Linked DNA regions of Zea mays: region 2 is linked to region 1. A link is a contact called in public Hi-C data. All regions are on one chromosome and are shown on one strand. The core of a region is the stretch at or near the end of the contact, and the rest is flanking DNA. Distances in the headings are between cores, read along the strand shown. Region 1 holds the start of LOC100285570 (ferredoxin-thioredoxin reductase, variable chain-like). Region 2 holds the start of LOC103653831 (WD repeat-containing protein 44).

Evidence for each region. Hi-C and Micro-C count contacts between places; a contact is called where the count stands out from the background.
Region 2: a contact with region 1 is called in a Hi-C map of tassel, with 3 times the contacts expected there. The contact joins the promoter of LOC103653831 here to the promoter of LOC100285570 in region 1. A contact is called at or near these places in 3 of 25 Hi-C or Micro-C datasets (ear, leaf and tassel) and 1 of 3 datasets of contacts at active chromatin or transcription factors (leaf).

What each region holds. Positions count from the first base shown.
Region 1 is chr4:151,344,090-151,346,956 of Zm-B73-REFERENCE-NAM-5.0, reverse strand. It overlaps LOC100285570 (ferredoxin-thioredoxin reductase, variable chain-like), which reads left to right and starts at 1,457. Exons shown (of 1, transcript XM_020551890.2): 1 at 1,457-2,464. The coding sequence starts at 1,790. The coding sequence ends at 2,269.
Region 2 is chr4:151,738,288-151,741,154 of Zm-B73-REFERENCE-NAM-5.0, reverse strand. It overlaps LOC103653831 (WD repeat-containing protein 44), which reads right to left and starts at 1,435. Exons shown (of 7, transcript XM_008680640.4): 1 at 1-1,435. The coding sequence starts at 956.

The sequences.
Region 1 (2,867 bases), core at 208-2,707:
GGGCGAGGCGGAGGCTCCTCCGAGGTCGAGGTCGAGTCTGTCTTTCGTGGTCGAGGTCGAGTCCGAGCCCCGGGTCGGGCGAGGCGGAGACCGTCGGCTGAGGCCAGGGCTGAGTCCGAGCCCTGGGGTCGGGCAAGGCGGAGTTCGTCGTCTTCGGGGGCTGAGCCCGAGTCCGAGCCCTAGGGTCGGGCGAGGCGGAGTTCGTCGTCTTCCGGGGGCCGAGGCCGAGTCCGAGCCCTGGGGTCGGGCGAGGCGGAGTTCGTCGTCTTTCGGGGCCGAGGCCGAGTCCGAGCCCTGGGGTCGGGCGAGGCAGAGCTTCCTATGGCGCCCGAGGCCTGACTTGGCTGCTGTCAGCCTCACTCTGTCGAGTGGCACAACAGTCGGAGCGGCGCAGGCGGCGCTGTCCTCTCGTCAGGCGGTCAGTGGAGCGGCGAAGTGACTGCGGTCACTTCGGCTCTGTCGACTGGAGGGCGCGCGTCAGGATAAGGTGTCAGGCCATCCTCGCATTAAATGCTTCTGCGGTGCGGTCGGTCGGTGTGGCAATCTGGCCAAGGTTGCTTGTTGGCGAAGACTGGGCCTCGGGCGAGACGTGAATCCTCCGGGGTCGGCTGCCCTTGCCCGAGGCTGGGCTCGGGTGAGGCGAGATCGTGTCCCTTGAGTGGACCGAGCCTTGACTTAATCGCACCCATCAGGCCTTTGCAGCTTTGTGCTGATGGGGTTACCAGCTGAGATTAGGAGTCTTGGGGGTACCCCTAATTATGGTCCCCGACATCTGCATTGTCGTCCCTTCGTCTCCGAACCACCGTCAGCGTTTTGATAACCTGCACGGGTGCCGGCGAATCAGGTTTCTGGGAAGTGCTTCGCGCACGTCCGCTCGGGTTCCTCTAAAAAATCGTAGAAATCACTGTGAATAAATCTGCAGTTTCAGTTTGTTGCAATGACGGTCTTATGGTTAGATCCGCTGTCGATTGTTATTTTATGCGTTAATCTTATTGAGTTAGTTTAGATCTGTTCTTGTTGAGGTAGTAGATCTGGATTTTTTTCGTTTTATACTGCATTATCAAATTAATTTTAGATCCTGTTAATATTTCCAACAATTTGGATCAGTGTCCGGAGGTCTTTTCTGAGGTGCAATGGCCACCCTAGCCCTCGGCAATGGCACTGATGGTTGGTAGTTGCTGAATACTGGTACGGTACCTCAATGCCTGTTTCCATTCAGCTCTGGGACGTTCACCGTTTGATGTGCTGTACGGACATCCGCCATGTCACTTTGGGACGTTCACCGGTTTCCAGATTGGGACAAGCTGGTTTTGCATTGCATGGAGATGGGAATGTCAGTTAGGAGAGGCTGAGGACCGAAGAGTGCTGACTGGCGTCGGTGGCGTGGTCTAAATCCTGAACCCCAATCTTCTCTTATATGCTTCTTCTTCATCCTCTGGCTACCGAAACTTGTTTGGTTATCCTCGGATTCTCGCTGAGCATCGTGACACATGGCGAGCAGAGCAACCACAGCCAGGGGTGCGCTCCCGCCTTATCCACTTCTTTGGTTTTCGCGCTAGATGCTCTGCAAACTCGCCAAACCCTCAGCGTTTCCCGGGGCCCAGACGAACAGAGGCAAACCGAGGCATCCATCACCTCGGCAGAACGCCAGAACCCATACGCAACTCGCAGTCGCAGCGACCGTCCGCTCGCTCCCGCCTTTCGTTTGCCCCGCCGCCTCTATCCTTTCCTCGACTCCTCCGCATCCACCACCTGTTCGACCCAGCACCGGAGAGTCCCCACCCACCCAATGGCGACCGCCACCGCGGCCGTAGCGCCGCCGTCCACCTCCACCTCCTCGGTCCTCCTGCGCCGCCGGCTCCCTTCCCCGGCGCCCGCGTCCGCGTCCGCCGCCTTCCCCCGGCTCCCCGGCCCGCCCCCGCCCCCGCCGCGCCGCGCGCGCCTGCTCCTCCTCCAGGTCGCGCTCACCAGCGAGGTGGCCTCGGACGACGTGGCGGCCGAGGAGGCCGCGGCCGCGCCCAAGATCGGCAGGCGGGTGCGCGTCACGGCGCCGCTCCGCGTCCACCACGTCATCAAGGCGCCCGACCTGGACGTCCAGGGCATGGAGGGCGTCGTCAAGCAGTACGTCGGCGTGTGGAAGGGCAAGCGCGTCACCGCCAACCTGCCCTTCAAGGTCGAGGTCCAGCTCGCCGTCGAGGGCCAGCCCAAGCCCGTCCGGTTCTTCGTCCACCTCCGTGAGGACGAGTTCGAGTTCGTCGATGGGGAGTGATGTGACGGGCGTCAGTCAGAGCGCGTCCGAGTTAACCGTTCTTATAGATTATAGAATAATCATGGCCGCGGCGGTCGCTTGTGTCTTGTGTATATTGTTCCGGCGGGGTAGTAAGCTTGGGAGTGGCAAATGTTTCAGCTGTTGGGAATTGTTCGGAGTTATAATAGTGATCATTTTGCCGCTGTTTGTCGACTATGCTCCGTGGATTGCTGCTGTTTAGAAACCCTTCCATTGCGCCTTTTCTAAATCCTCCGAACAACCAGCATCACCTTAGCATGTGCTCAATCGAAATTATGGGCCCCTAAGGTCAAAGTGTGCAGGTGTAGTTTTGTATTTACATTGGACAGGCAGATGCACATTACATTCAGTATTTTGTCCTACATTAGATCAGCTCCAACCGAGGGAATGGATTTTTAGCTGTTTAAGCCTCTTGTGCGGGCAAAAAAAAAACATCCTCCTAACTTAAGGGTCAGGGGGAGGCAGGAGGCAGGGTTACTTTGTGTGTGATGAGGGATGAGAGAGAGAAAGAATGATCTAAATAATATTGATCATATGATTTGAGTGGGTAAGAGAGAAGGGATCTCTAGCGATTTGAATA
Region 2 (2,867 bases), core at 186-2,685, 390 kb before region 1:
CCATTGTGTGCATGTATCTCCTGTGTCATAAACAGGCCACTGAGTTCCTTATATGACTTCCCATACTGCCGCACCTTGACACGGGCCGGGCCATGGCGTGGAACACTGTCCTGGCTGTCATCCGTAGCGGAGCTGGAGTGGTGCCCGCCTTTCTCTGAAGACGTGTCCTTCTCGTCGCTGCTGCTGCGGTCACGGGAGTGGGTGACCAAGGACCCAGCTGCGCAGCGGATGCTGCGGAGCCAGCTGCTTCGCCGCTTGGAGCGCGACCCACCATTGCTGGAACCTGAGCTCGACCTTTCGATCGGTGTGGAGGCGCCACTTTGGGAATTTGAGTTGCAGTTGGAGTTGGGAGTACTAAAAGCTTGGCGCCGCATAAGCTCCTGAACAATAGGTGAGCGGGCCAACTCCTCAACGGTAAGGTGGCGCCCCGTGCCGACCTCGCGGAGACCGAATTCTTCCTTCACCACGTACTCTCTGCCGTCGTCAAGGTTCCTGATCAAGCACCTGGGGTCCTCGTCGGCAGGATCGGGCCCGTCGGACAAGGATGACCGCAGACGGACGCCCCCGAGTGGTGGCTTCCCGGCGGAGCCGAGGGCGGCCCCGCCTGATCTGGACCGAGAGACGGGAGAGGCTGGGGGCGGGCCCGCGGCATCTTCGGAGGCGGACCGGCCAGTCTCAAACCCGGCGAGGGAAGGATCCCCTATGAGCCCCATCAGCTGGAGCAGCCGGCGGCGCCGCTCCTGGACGGGCGACGGCTGAGAGGTCCACAGGTCGAGGGCCGCTGCGGCGGCCGCGACCGGCGCATCGCAACCGCGGCGGCGGCGCGGGCTGTCGGCGCCGTCGTCGTCCGAGGCAGATGTGGAGGAGCCCGAGGAGGAGAGGATGCGATCGAGCGACTCGTAGAACAGGTCCTCCTCCTCTTCCTCCCCGCTCTCCACCTCCTCATCCACGTTCATCGCGCCGCCAGCATTGGCCGTGGAGGCAGCCGTCGCAGGGAGGCGCGGCGCGCGCGGTGTGTTCGGCGAATTGCGCGAGGGACAAAGATGGTGATGGGTGGGAGAAGGGCGGGAGGTCAGAGCTCAGAGGTGCGGGGGAAGGGGAAGTGGTAGCAGCAAGTGGCGGCGTTAGATGAGATCCGCCACGCCCTCGCCCCAGCACCCGCGCACGACGACAACCTAACCGGGAGCGATCCCGTTCCTTCCTCTGATCTCACCACCCGCCCAGCGCAGCGCCGCCCCACCGCGTCTTTACTCGACTGCTCGCGTCGCCGTCGTCCGTTGTCGCGGTAACTGCTTCTTGTCCGCCCGGCCGCTAATACACAGCTGGTGCTGGGTTTTTTTATTATTTGAGATTCAGAGTTCCATTTCATTAGGGAATATGATGATTGTACTCTTCAGTCAACAACAGATGTTCGATGCAGGCTGGGGCATCATCCACTCCCAAACTGATTCACCTGCGAGGCTGTGACCTGCTTTGATAGTTTACGTATTGTTGGGACTTGTTTTCAAATGCTATAAGTCAAGAACAAGGCAACACGAAGTCTTAAATGTCAATGTTCTTGGTACTTCGAAGCATTATTTCCCTCAGGATATAACAGACATGTTTGTTTCGGCTTCTAGCAGCTTCTGGCCACCAAAAGCTGCTGCGGATTGCTAAACGCTCAACTTTTCAGCCAGCTTCTATAAAATTCGTTGGGGGCAAAAACCATCCAAAATCAACATAAACACATAATCGGTTGAGTCGTTGTAATAGTAGGAATCAGTCACTTTCTAAATCCTGAGCCCTATGAACAACTTTATCTTCCTTCACACGTAATCGTAATGATACTCAAATTCTCCATACAGCCAGATTCTCTCTACAACCAGATTTTCAGAAAAGCTAGTTAGAAAAAAGCTGAACCAAACAGGCCCAACGATCTTCGAACGAAGGTCATGAAGGGCGTACCTTCATGATCACGGTTATAAGCTAATGAAAAGTGAAATATATGGAATATGAAAGATAATATGAACAAACACATAATATCACTCATATGTTATCATTATATGAACTTTGATATTAAATATGATATTTAATTACATTTATACCTTCGGCTTGACAGAAGGCAAAAATCTAAATGTTGCGCACGAGCGATTACAGGATAGCGTGAATAGTACGGGGTACTGTTCATCTATTTATAGGCACGGGACGCAGCCCGGTCGAAATTATATTCATGCCCTCGACAAATAACTATAAACATGACACAAACTATCATGGACTGATCGGTCTTTGCCTCTTTAGGTCTGTGTAGCCCTTCGTCTCAATGCATGTCACTATGCCGAAGCTTCCTGGATCGTAACTTCGGCCTGTACCTTCGTGTTGTGTCTGCTTATGTGTTAACTTGCTTAGAGGACCTTCGGCTACGAAGCAGACCCCCAACAGTAGCCCCTTCGCGGTGCTAGATCGTTTTTCGTAACGAGCTTGATCCGTGAAAAAATCTCAAAAGCTTCGGAATTCCGAAGGTCCGAAAAACACCTTCCCTGAGTTCGTTGCCGAGAAACGATTAAAATATTTAGAGCGCAAGGTGACCCACCACGCAGCGGGTACGAACGATCTGGTAATTCACTTCCCAGGCGCCGAGTGGTCCACCATTCAGCGGGTGCGGGCGACTGTTCAGCGGGTGTGGGCGACTTGGCGATTCACCTTCCCACCTGCAGCACTATATAAACAGACGAGCAGGTGTGGAGTTACCACAGCATTCATTGCCGTTGCACTGTTGTGCTGCCGAAAAACTTGACCACAGCCGAAGCTTGCTCACTGTATTCTCAACCGAAGGATCATTTTTCTCTAGCTTCGTTACAAGAAGGAGCTTCGGCAAAGATAAAAAAAAA